Linked DNA regions of Mus musculus: regions 1, 2 and 3 are each linked to region 4. The links are chromatin contacts, called in public promoter capture Hi-C maps. All regions are on one chromosome and are shown on one strand. The core of a region is the stretch at or near the end of the contact, and the rest is flanking DNA. Distances in the headings are between cores, read along the strand shown. Region 1 holds the start of Elmod2 (ELMO/CED-12 domain containing 2). Region 2 holds the start of Tecr (trans-2,3-enoyl-CoA reductase). Region 3 holds the start of Zfp330 (zinc finger protein 330). Region 4 holds the start of Abce1 (ATP-binding cassette, sub-family E (OABP), member 1).

Region 1 (2,962 bases), core at 141-2,640, 3.6 Mb before region 4:
AGGTTTATGCTCTACAAGAAGAATCTACCTTTAAAATGGAAAGGCATGCCGGGCGTGGTGGTGCATGCCTTTAATCCCAGCACTCAGGAGGCAGAGTCAGGTGGATTTCTGAGTTCGAGGCCAGCCTGGTCTACAAAGTGACAGGACAGCCAGGGCTACACAGAGAAACCCTGTCTTGAAAAAAAGAAAAATTGGAAAGGCATGTACTGCGCACTTAATCAGACCTAACACGGAGATGGATGGGGCATAGACAAGACACTGGCTTGAATATTTTTGGAAGTATAAGGAACTAATAGTGGTTGGTCCTGACAAGGGGACCAAGGAGCCAGGAATCTTGTTTGGGTAGGAGGCTAAACTGTCTGTCTGTCTGTCTATCTATCTATCTATCTATCTATCTATCTATCTATCTATCTATCTATCTATCTACTTTTTTAGGCAGATCCTTAAGTAGCCTTGAACTGCAGATCTCCCTGCCCACATCACCCTCCAGCTGGCATGTAATTACAGGCATGCATGAGCGTGCCCAATTCAGGAATTTCTTTTGTTTCATTTTTAACTTCTTTTATATTTAGCCTTCTCTCCACTTGGCTCTTTCTTATCCAACCCACCAACCCCATTATTGTGCCATCAGCCTTTTGTAATACATTCCTAACCCAGGACTTCTACATTTACTGTCCTGTGGATCAGTCTTCCTCCTGAAGCTGGCCCAGCACACTCCCTCATCTCCTCTAGTAACGCTTATCCTTACTTTGCTGATTCCGCTGTATGTAATGATCCCTTCCCCTACTCCCTAATCCCCTTAATAACTTTGTTAGGCAGCTTCACCTGATACTATGCTTTTGCTGGTTGGTTTGGCGTGCGAGTCCCTTGTAGAAGACCACCTAGCACATAAAAACCATACTTTTGAGGTTTAAAAAAAAGGCACAGATTATTCCTCCAGTAGAAACGATGTTAAGAAATGAACGTTTGATGAATTAAGTGTTCCATGTTTGTTTTCAGAGGAAAAACTCGCAACTTCTCATTGCACACACTTAGTCACGCAAGTTCTTTTGCGTCATCCATAAAGTGCCTTCGACCCAAGTTTCCTTTGTGCCTCATAAAGATGGGAAATAATCACTTCGCAGATTAGGAAATGTAAGTGAAAGTGCTGTGGTCACGCCCGCGGTGGAAGAGTCCCGGAAAGCCCAGAGCAAAGTTCCCAGGCCGAGTCCACAGGGAACTCGTTGGCGCTGGGCTGGGAGTGCGGCCGCCGCCGTTGCCATGGGAACCGTCCAGCGTCTGGCGCGCCTGCCCGCGGGCCCCTCCTTCCGCGCCGGCGATAGGCTGAGAGCGAGCCAATCGGAAGAAGACGAAGAGGCGGGGCGCGGAGCCAAGAGACACCCCGCCCCCGCAGCCTCCGTGCGGACTTCCGGGTCGCGGTGTTCGCAGGGAGCGCTCCACGTAGAGCGTCGTTTCCGTTGCCGGTGTTTGCAGCTGGGGAAACCGAGGCAGTGCCAGCTTCCCCCTAGTTCTTCCGCTCCTGTGAGGTGGCTGCTGTTTTATTTTTCTCTCACTCTGAGTTGCTGGCGTGCGGCTGCGCAAGCCTCGCTGGCGTCCCGCGGATAACCCGCAGGGTGCGGGGGCCGTCGGGGCTTTGTGCAGCGTTCCCGCGCGCGAGAGGGGCGGGACGGCGCGGTGCCCACGGGGCTCGCACTCGGTTTCCCGAGGCCCTGGGGCTCGGCGGGACGGCCTGCCTGCGCCTGGCACTTCTGCCCGCTTCGTCCCGACAAGCGCCGACGGGATGACTCATTTTAAAGATCCTGATCCGCGTGTCTGGCACCGACACCTGGTGCCTTGCCTTGCGGGGATTTCGAATTTGACAGCTCCTCGGGCCCGGGCGCAGAGAGGGTGTGTCTGCGAATCCCAGGGCTGGAGTTCCCGGTATCCCTCCTCCCCTTCGTTTAGCACCCGAAAAGAGTTTTATTGCAAGATCAGTTATATCAAGTGTATAGATTTTGTGGGGTTTTTTGTTTTTTAACCTCTTGGTGTCTCTGCCCTTCACCTACTGACTAGAACAATGATGAATTCGTCAGGATGCCATCTGCTCGGTTTCCCAACCTGTATGCTTCAGTTTGTAAGCCACTTGTAGTGTTTTCATTTGTCGGAGTCAGCTGACAGGGACAGCTGGGCGCGCTCTCAACCAAGGCTGAGAAGAGCTCATTTTTTGGGAAGCCACATCTGATGTGTGGTAGATTTGAAATTGTTGCTCGGTTGGTCCTTTTATTCTTGAACTTCTTTGTTCCAAGTTTCAAGGGATGAAAAACGGAAGTATGAATCCAAAATATTAAATATAATATTTGGCAAAAATGAAATGTGGTTATTCTTTTTAGCGATTAAATAATTTGGCCAGTTATTTGGCTACTTTTTACATTTTTTTTTCAAGTGACCATTTGGCAAATCATTATTTAAGCTGTTGTATGTTATTTCCTTGCCTGATGAATTAAACACTCACAAAATAGACACAATGGAATAATATATTTCATTATCATTTGGGGAGTTGGATCAACTTAATTTCTTTTTCAGTTTTATAATTCCAGTTTGAGACCGTTAAGCTTGTGTGTTTATATCCTCTTTCCAGGGAAACATGTTCGTGTCTCTGTGGGAGTTTTTCTATGGACACTTTTTCCGATTTTGGATGAAATGGCTCTTACGGCAGATGACTGGGAAATGTGAATTGCAGCGAATTTTTGACACCTATGGAGGGGCACAGAGGACCTACAGAATAGGTAATACCTTCAAAATAAAGAAAATTCAACATTAATTATAACCTAACTGAATTCTTCTGCTCACCCCATGGGAGTTTGATTTGAGCGAGTCACTGCAGCTGAGTTTCTTAAGCTTTGTGGTCTTTAAGTTCTTTTCATTCTACTACTGACTATTGAATTGAGCACTGAATATATAAAAAGAAACTTCCTAAAACATC
Region 2 (2,725 bases), core at 53-2,552, 3.9 Mb before region 4:
GCCATTTGTATTTCTTCTACTGAAAACGTCTGTTCTGATCCACAGCCCCTCCCCCCTTTTTCTGGCAAGAAAGTCTACAATTTTATTGGGCCTGTTATATAATATTATTAAACTAACCCTAAATGCCATGTCTGAACATTTATTCCTGCAGTATATACATATATATATTCAGGCTGCAGACTACAGCAAGCAGAATCTGGCTGCACTAGGCTTTTAACATTTTATATTTACTTATGAGAGTGTGTGTATATGTGTGCTTGCACATGTGCCATGGTGTCTCTGTTCCGGCCTTACATTATGTGGGTCCCTGGGATTGAATTGAGCCCATTAGGTAGGATACCAAATGCCTTCATTTGTAATGTCTTTTTTTTTTTAAGATTTATTTATTCTATATATATGAGTACACACTGTAGTTGTACAGATGGTTGTGAACCTTAATGTGATTGTTGGGAATTGAATTTAGGACCTCTACACCTCTGCTTGCTCTGGCCAACCCCACTTGCTCCGGTCCAAAGATTTATTTATTAAAATAAGTTCACTGTAGCTGTCTTCAAACGCACCAGAAGAGGGCATCAGATCTCATTATGGGTGGTTGTGAGCCACCATGTGGTTGTTGGGATTTGAACTCAGTACCTTTGGAAGAGTAGTTGGTGCTCTTACCCACTGAGCCATCTCACCAGCCCCTGTAATGTCGTCTTTCTCTGCACTGTTCTCTGATGTCCTGTATTTTTAGACTGGCAGCACCTGTCATTTTTTTCCTGTATATTTCAAGGGCTCAGTAGCTACATGTGGCCAGTAGTAACCAAACTGTACACGATAACGCAGGCAGAGACAAAGGTGGTTTTGCTTCTAGGGCCAGCTCAACTGACAGGAGCTGTTTTAGGAGGGGCACCTGTAGAATGCGGTGCAGGTTTTCTTTTCCTTTCTCCATTCGTGATATCTGGAGTCCTTTCAAGGGTCCTGGTGATGGATGATAATCTGAGGTCTCATCTCTTAGATGAGCTTCTCTACATCTACGAATTCACCCCAAGCCTGGCTCTCCGGGCCACGCAGCTCTTTGTTCTCGTTTTGCCGCATTGACCCCTCAGCCTGACGTCGCTGGATTTCCACCGCAACACTGCAATGGGCGGAGCCAGAGGGCGCGCGGCGCCCAGGCTTCCTTTTGATTGGTGGGTGGCCGGGTTTTAATCTTGCTTGCCAAAGTGGGGGGGAGGGGGTCCGCTGCGCTCCTTGGATCGAGAAATCTGATTGGTCAGTTGTGTGGCGCGAGCAGTGGGTGCACCCCACGCTGATTGGCAGGAGGGACGCACGCATAGAGGGGGGCGGAGCCGGAGTCCGGGAGTGCTGCTCCCCGAGTGTGTGTGGAGCTGGGTGGTGTTTGGTGCGGTACGGCGGCCACTCAGTTGCAGCAGAGCAGGTGCCATCCTGTGGAAGAACCATGAAGCACTACGAGGTAAGCAGCGCGGGGCCCTGGGCCATGATTACCGCAGACCGCAAGTGTCCTGCAGGGCCTCGGAACCTTTTTTTATGGTCTGACTCTCCGCCATGGCGCAGGCGCAGTGTAGTCTCATTGCGCATGTGCAGGGGGGTATTTATAAACCTGCCACCCAGGTTGTTTGGGGATGCCTTTTCTTAGGGTCTTGCAGGGCCTAGGAGAAGCTTGCAGCTTCCTTGCAGCATCCTTGATGGCCTGAGTGGCAGGTGTTCAGGAGGAGTGCGGTGCGGAGCACTTGGTTTTGGTACGAACGATTCTCTTGCACAATCCTTGCACGTTGTCAGCGCCTCGGGCTCAGGAGGGGCTCTGCAGCCAGCCTGCCTCTTCCGACCTTCGCACCCACCTCGCCAAGATGCCTGGGCGGCGAGGGAGTTGGTTCCAGGGTCACGCCAGCCCGTGACCGCCAGGGAAGAAATCTGAATGCGCAAGACCATTCTGGAAGCTCATGTCTTCTGACTGTATCTTGGGTCACCTTTCCTCTTAAAACCAAATCTTCTAATGCTCTTCTCGACCTGATGATACTAATTTCGTTGTTGCTGACTTTTAAGTAATCATCATAAAACAGTAACTCACTGCTCACATTCATAGTAAGAATACATTAGTCAGGGCTAACTACCGTATTACTGAGGTTTTGTTATGTCCTCAGACTCATAGTCCTCTGCGGAGGGATTTGTAGTTTGTTACTATGTAGGTGAAAGTCAGAGATGTCCAGTGAGTTGTTGGAAGGTCCCTGCTAGTAATTGCAGAACAGAAAGGAAATGCAGATTTCTTTTCAAAGGCATAGTTTCTAACCACTAGCAGTGCGGTTCCGGGTAAATGAAAGCTGCCAAGCTGAGAGTTGTGTGTATTTCTCCCCTCAGATCTTAAATTTGTGATGAATTTAGTCAACCTCAGCCTAGCCTTAGGTTAGGGTTTTTTTTGTTTTTTTTTTTTTTCCCCTTCCCTGCCTGCTCCCTCAGTTTGTAGTGCTAGGCTTAGAACTCAGGGCTTTTCTCCTGCTAGGCAAGTACTCTAAACTCTCTTTGATCTTGTAAAACTGAAGCTGTACAGCAGTGTACAGTATCTCCCCATTCCCTCCTCCCCCAGCCCCTGGCAACCACCACTTGTCTCTGGAAATTGGCATACTTCAGGAACCTCCAATACATAGGAAATAATCCTATTTTTTTTTATCACAAGTTGAATACTAATATTGCTATTCATCTTCTGTATCATGATTATTGTTGGTAGTTT
Region 3 (3,117 bases), core at 92-2,591, 3.1 Mb before region 4:
AGTACAAAAACTATGATAAAAACTGTGACTAATGAGATGGGACTGTTTTATTAAGTAGAACTTGCAGAAAAAAAGACTGAAAAGGATGACTAAACAAGAGAATACAGAACAGAGCACAGGGTAGGAGCCTAGTAAGCCAAGACATTCATATTTCATTGACAAAACTGAGCTCTCTTCAGAGAAAGGCTTGAGGTGTGGTTATGAAAGCGAATTCCTGGAGTGCAGCAAAGATGATAACAGAAGGGGTTGGAAAAAAAGAGAGAGACCAAAACGAGTTGTCTTCCATTGGGATGTGAATGTGGTAAAGACAGAAGATGGCCTTGTTGGACATCAGTGGGAGGAGAGGCCCTTGGCCCTGAGGGTGTTTGATGTGTAGGAGAATGCAAGGGCTGGAAGCCAGGAGTGGGTGGGTGGATAGGGGAGCACCCTCAAAGAGGCAGAGGGAGGGGGATGGGATAGGGAGTTTTTGGAGGGGAGACCTGGAAAGGGAAAAACATTTGAAATGTAAATAAAAAAATATAAAAAAAAGTGGGTGGATATAACACAGCTCCACTCAAATATAGAAGGTGATAGGCAGTAAGTGATACTCACATGCAGTACTGGGAGTAATGTCAAGAACTTCCTCCCCAAAGGTAAGGTGGGAGTGAGAGTGGAACATTTACCTTCAGTGTTATTTAAAGCAAACAGTCTTGTAGGGAAGCATAGTTAGATCTCAGCCTCGGAGCAGAAGCAGAGAACGTGGGAGGATTTGCTCACAATGGAACAGAATGCACACAGCAGAGGCCAAGCAAGACACCTCCGAACTCAGTGTTGTGAGACATTAAAAAAAGCGGGGGTGGGTGGGTGGGGGGGAGGAGTGGAGGGCTCTGCAGTTTCCTGTGAGCACGCCTATAATCCTAGTGCTGAGAGACAGAGGTAATGGAGTCGTGGCTTCAAGGCCAGGGTTCCATTCATTATGTCTCAGAAAATAACAACAACAAAAATTAAAAATGTGCCATGTGAGGCTTGTCAGGCTCCCAGAAAGGAAAAGGATTTCAGAAGAGTCAGGCAAAAAATTGCTAGCAAAGTTCTTGTTCTCCTCTCAAAATTTTTTGTGGGCTCGTCTTTCTTTTCCTTTTGGACTTTTTAGCTCTCTGAGTTAAATAATAAAATCAGAATGACATAGCAGAGGCCTTGAGATGCGGCAGCTCTCTGCCCTCTACTTTCTTTGCAACGCTGGAGCCTCTTTCCATTGTAGCAAGTCCACTTCCGGGAAGGCGGGTCCTCCCCGAGGAGGGGGCGGAACATGCGGGATTCTTCCTGTTGACGTGTTCAACCTGGGCGCTCTGACATAGCAGGATATCCGGTCTCGCTCCCACCGTTGGAAACGGGCTGCTTCTGCCGTTCTAGCCCGCGGCTCGCCCTCTCCTCCGCGTCCTCGGCCACTGCGGTGAGTGGCGCGTCCCCGTGAGGCCGCGCGACGTGGGTGGGTCTGGAGAACGTGAGGGGCCCTCGGGCTGCTGGCGGGTCGCGAGCCGCGTGGCTCTTCCCGCGCCCCCGCCTCCTGGCCTCCCAGAGCCTGGAACCCAATGTCGCTCTGCTGTCACCAGGATCTAAGCTTGAACTCAAAGAAATCTCTCCTCGTTGGCACAAACAGATTCGAGGAAAAAAATAGGTCTGAGATGTCTTAGTGGGTACAGAATTCATCCACGGTCACCCGTGGCCACTCAGCCACATGCTCCAGACTTCCCTTTTAAACACTGAAGGAAGGCCCCGTGGCGTGGCCAGCATGATTAACCACTGATTAGCTCTGAAGACTGTCCTGTCCGAAAGGATTGGGGCACCAGAGTGAGAACACAGAAGCCTGGTTGTCTCTGTTGTAGTTTTTCTGTGTGCTGAAAACCAGCACTGTAAGGTTTGATGTCTGTGTGGGAAACAAACTCCAAAGCATCTGACTTGTCGAAACTGTTGCATCTAGGCACGAGGGACAGGCAGCGAAAGCCACTGTAGTACCTTAGTCTCTTAAGAGAAAATGGGTTTGTTTGCGGTCAGGCCTTGGGTTGCTGGTTATTTGTTTAGATACCATGTAGGTGACAGTGTACTGTATAATACTGTATGTCAACAGCATTAGGGCTGAGACTGTATAGCTCAAAATGGTTATTTCAACTTGGCACAAAACAAATATTTTTAGTCATTTCTTACTAATGGTGCATACATAGGTTTTTTTGAGTGAAGAGAATAATTAGGGTGAGAAAACAATTACTCTAGCTGTTTGGTTGAGGTCCTTGATGCTTATGCTGTGTGAGAGTTTGGAAGCCCAGAGGAGGGCCTTAGTTTAGGAGCCTGCAGCTGGAATAATGTGTGTGTAATGTTGCTAAAGGCTTCAGATGGGATGAGGTGCATTTAAAATTGAAAGACTGATTTAATATTTAAGGAAAGTATAGATGCTGTGTGACTGAACGCATCAATTATACCTTTCCTGTTTTCTTGTTTAGAAAGAAGGGAACATGCCGAAGAAAAAGACCGGTGCGAGGAAGAAGGCAGAGAACCGCCGAGAACGCGAGAAACAACTGCGAGCATCAAGAAGTACTGTCGACCTAGCCAAACACCCATGCAATGCTTCAATGGTGAGAGCTTTTTAAAGCAATGGCTGGTGGCTGAATGGAGGACTCTGTAGTACCATATATAGGTACCTAAAAAACATGATCAACTATGGTGTGCCCCTGTGAAGAACCTGTTAAAGGTGTCCTCAGTATTTTACTGAGTAACAATGATATTTTTATTGTTGTTAGAGTATGTATTATCAAGCCTGGCGTATCATGAATTACTGGTGACAATAGATGTTGAAGGCGAATGGGTGACAGGAACTGAGTGGGAGGCTCCAGCTTTTTTTATATATTCTTTAGCTCAGTTTTGATCATTTTCTCCTAGCCAGTCTCCATTCACTGAGTACCCTGATTTTTAGACATTTCCCATGTTCTTAACTAATTTGCTAGTCTTGAAAAAGTCAGATTGTTTTAAAATACTTCATTTTCATGACTTAATTTAGCAAATGTTTATCATTCAGGGGACCGAGTGTTCTGCCTGGGACTCTGGGTGCACCAATAATGGCAGATGATGGCAGATGGCGCACCTCCC
Region 4 (2,878 bases), core at 35-2,534:
TGCAGAAGCACAAGAATCTGAGTTCCAGGTCAACCTGGTCGACCACAGTGAGCTCCAGGACTACACAGAGATACCTGTTTGGTTTCAGACCCGGGACCAGGGAATGAGATGCATATTTTAAATACCAAAGCAGGACCTGGCTTCCAGGTTCTCCCAGCATCCCTCAGTCCCTATCTGGATATCCTGCCTGGAACCTTGAACTTTCCAGCCCAAGGGCTGGGCTGCCCTTCCCCCAGAGGTTTCTCCCTATATAAACCAGACGTTTTGGTCTCTCTTCCTGTTTTCCACTTCTTTCTCTGCGTGCACTCAACCCCTTCTCTCTTTCCTACCCCCCCCCCCCCCCCCCGCTTCCCCATGGAGATTTCCCTGGCCTTCGTCCTTGGGGCTAGTGAACTCGCCCATCTAAGATCAGCTTCCCAATAAACCTGCATTTAATATACTCTAATCTGGCTTAAACTGGCTAATTTCACTGACGGCAAAGAAATAAGCTATCAATACTCTGTCTACAGAAATATATCAAAAAAAAAAAATAAAGTAAAATTTCAATGGCAAAATAATCACTCATATTTCCTTCATCCTCCTTACCTTTTGTTAATCCTAGTAAATCTATGAAAAGTATGAAAAAAAAACTTCTTGGAGAGTGAAAACCATGTTAAATTGTTTCGGTGACTTTTATGGCTACTTTACACTATTGTAAATTATACTTATAATAAATTCCATAAAGTTCTGCTACAAGGCTAACATAACTATAGACCACCACCTTGACACGTCCCTTTGGATTCCAAACTATCCTTATAACCACCGCACAAACAATAATAATTTATAATTTACATAATCACAGAGACATACATTCCGTTAAAACATGAATACCATGCCATTGGAGATGTAGGGGGAGAGGGGCGGCCCATCTCGACACGGGAACAAAATTCAAAGAACAGCCAAGTAGATGAGACAAAACGCTAGGGAAGAAATGGGTTCCTGGCCTTAAACAGTAATACTGAAGGAGCTGAGAATTAGACTTGGGATCCTGCCTACCACCTCCGTCTTACCGGATTAGCAAGGCCCACAAAGCCTGAGGAGACAGCAAGCCTAACGCCGCCGAGACTAGGGAGAAGGGCTCTACCTGCGCCCGCTAGCACACAGTTCTCTAAACCGAGGGAGAGCCGCTGTCTTACACACCTGATTCGCCACAATTCCGGTTCTCAGGCCCCCGCCACTCCCACTGCGGCTCGACGATTCTAGGCTCCCTCAGTTCATTGGCGTCGCGGCGCAATGACGTCACCAACGTCATCACTCCCTCCAGGGCGCCGACTCTGCGCTCTGTCGCGCACGCGCACTATGCCCTCATGCCTTGCGCGAGGCGGCGGCTGTGCACCGCCATCTTTGCCGGTGGCGGTAAGAACACGCTGTGTGCTAAGACCTGACGGCTAGCGCTGCTTTGGCTACTGCACGCCCCGCTGTAAGGGGCCCGCTGTCTCCAGGTACGAGAATTCGCGGGAGAGGTTTGGTGTTAGGCGGCCGGCTGCCACCTTGGGAAGACTCTTAGGGACACAGTCGGAACGCCTGTAAGTTAGGCCTCAGTAGCGGAGACCGTAGCGCGTGGCAACCGGCTCCAGCTGCACATCTGGGACGCCGGAGCGTTCCGCGCGCGTCCGTTCGGCCATCCCGGCCTCAGGGCGTCTGTATTCCAGACACGGCCCGCTGCCACGAGAACGGTCGCAGATGCCATAGCCTCTGCTCGCCACCCTCCACTGCCCCTTCCCCCCACCCCCGCTCCCACCCTCAAGCTAACCCTTCTGTGGAGGACGCTCCGCACCCAGCAGATCCCCCAAGCTTCCCCTCACAGTCAGACGGCTATGTTGGCATTTGGTTGTAAGAAGTAATCCTTTTTTTTTTTTTTTAATAATTGTGGACTGACTCATAGCATCTTGCCGCCATGAAGTCCAGTGCTCCTAGTCCAGTCCCAGACTTTATGGAAATGATAGGCAAACGTTCTATCTTTCTCATAGAGCGACGTGTTCTCAGTTGGGACTGCGGTTAGTAGACCAAGTGAGTTTCCGAGTTGAGTGCCTGTCTTTAGGACTTCCGAGAAGCACTTTGTAGCACCCTGTCCTCTTCCCATTAGTGACTTAATCTCTTGTTTATTACCTCTTCGGCTTCTTGACATCAGGGATGCTGTCTTCAAAATGCCTTTAAATATCCTTTCTAGGCTTAATACATTGTAGGTATTTAGTATGTGTTGCAAATAAATGATGGTCAAAGGTGAATTTCTGAACCTCAAGAGCTACATAAGTATTTTCTCTATTTTGATGGTAAAAATGGTAACTAAGGAATAGCTGTCAAAAAGCTTTTATTGCTTTGCCCTTTCTTCCAAGGGACTACAAACTACGGAGTTAGAGTAACATTTGTATTGTAGCCTATGGTCCTGTATGCTGAAAGTAGTCACCCTGTGTCTGTCAGTTGATAATGTATTCACTATAATCAAAAAGCTTAAATATTTTTGAACCAAAATGTATTTAAGGTTTTATCTTTTCATAGCACTGCTTAGCTCACCTCTATAAATGAAACAACAAAGACAAAAATATGTTTCAGAAAAACATTCTAAGTGTTTTCAGATCTTTTTGTATTCCTAAAAGTTTTTCCTGTAATAATTCCTCTTCAGGTGTCTTTCTATTGGAAAGAAGGGAACTAACTCCATTTCCATAATTCTTGGAAATCGGGAGGTTGCACAAATTATGTTTACCTATGTAACCGTTATCCAAAGAATCTATATTTCTTTTTCTTAAATGTAAAATAATTTATTTTATTATTTAAATCAATTTAATTAGCCACCTCTAGTATATTTCTGTTCCCTATAAATATTACTTATTATAGGCTC

The links. Promoter capture Hi-C pulls out the DNA fragments that hold promoters and counts their contacts.
Region 1: a promoter capture Hi-C map of pre-B cells shows a contact between it and region 4, with 4 times the contacts expected there. The contact joins the promoter of Elmod2 here to the promoter of Abce1 in region 4. A contact is called at or near these places in 2 of 39 promoter capture datasets (liver and pre-B cells).
Region 2: a contact with region 4 is called in a promoter capture Hi-C map of pre-B cells, with 7 times the contacts expected there. The contact joins the promoter of Tecr here to the promoter of Abce1 in region 4. A contact is called at or near these places in 2 of 39 promoter capture datasets (cranial neural crest and pre-B cells).
Region 3: a contact with region 4 is called in a promoter capture Hi-C map of pre-B cells. The contact joins the promoter of Zfp330 here to the promoter of Abce1 in region 4. A contact is called at or near these places in 2 of 39 promoter capture datasets (liver and pre-B cells) and 1 of 484 Hi-C or Micro-C datasets (CD4 T cells).

What each region holds. Positions count from the first base shown.
Region 1 is chr8:83,330,914-83,333,875 of GRCm38.p6, reverse strand. It overlaps Elmod2 (ELMO/CED-12 domain containing 2), which reads left to right and starts at 1,390. Exons shown (of 9, transcript NM_178736.5): 1 at 1,390-1,526; 2 at 2,618-2,765. The coding sequence starts at 2,624. It overlaps Gm32327 (predicted gene, 32327), which reads right to left and starts at 1,257. Exons shown (of 2, transcript NR_168721.1): 1 at 826-1,257.
Region 2 is chr8:83,593,068-83,595,792 of GRCm38.p6, reverse strand. Tecr (trans-2,3-enoyl-CoA reductase) reads left to right here and starts at 1,302. Exons shown (of 13, transcript NM_134118.5): 1 at 1,302-1,453. The coding sequence starts at 1,439. All of the region lies in intron 2 of D830024N08Rik (a long non-coding RNA gene), which reads right to left.
Region 3 is chr8:82,772,369-82,775,485 of GRCm38.p6, reverse strand. It overlaps Zfp330 (zinc finger protein 330), which reads left to right and starts at 1,341. Exons shown (of 10, transcript NM_145600.2): 1 at 1,341-1,429; 2 at 2,475-2,606. The coding sequence starts at 2,487.
Region 4 is chr8:79,710,146-79,713,023 of GRCm38.p6, reverse strand. It overlaps Abce1 (ATP-binding cassette, sub-family E (OABP), member 1), which reads left to right and starts at 1,284. Exons shown (of 18, transcript NM_015751.2): 1 at 1,284-1,481. It overlaps Anapc10 (anaphase promoting complex subunit 10), which reads right to left and starts at 1,261. Exons shown (of 5, transcript NM_001357234.1): 1 at 1,180-1,261.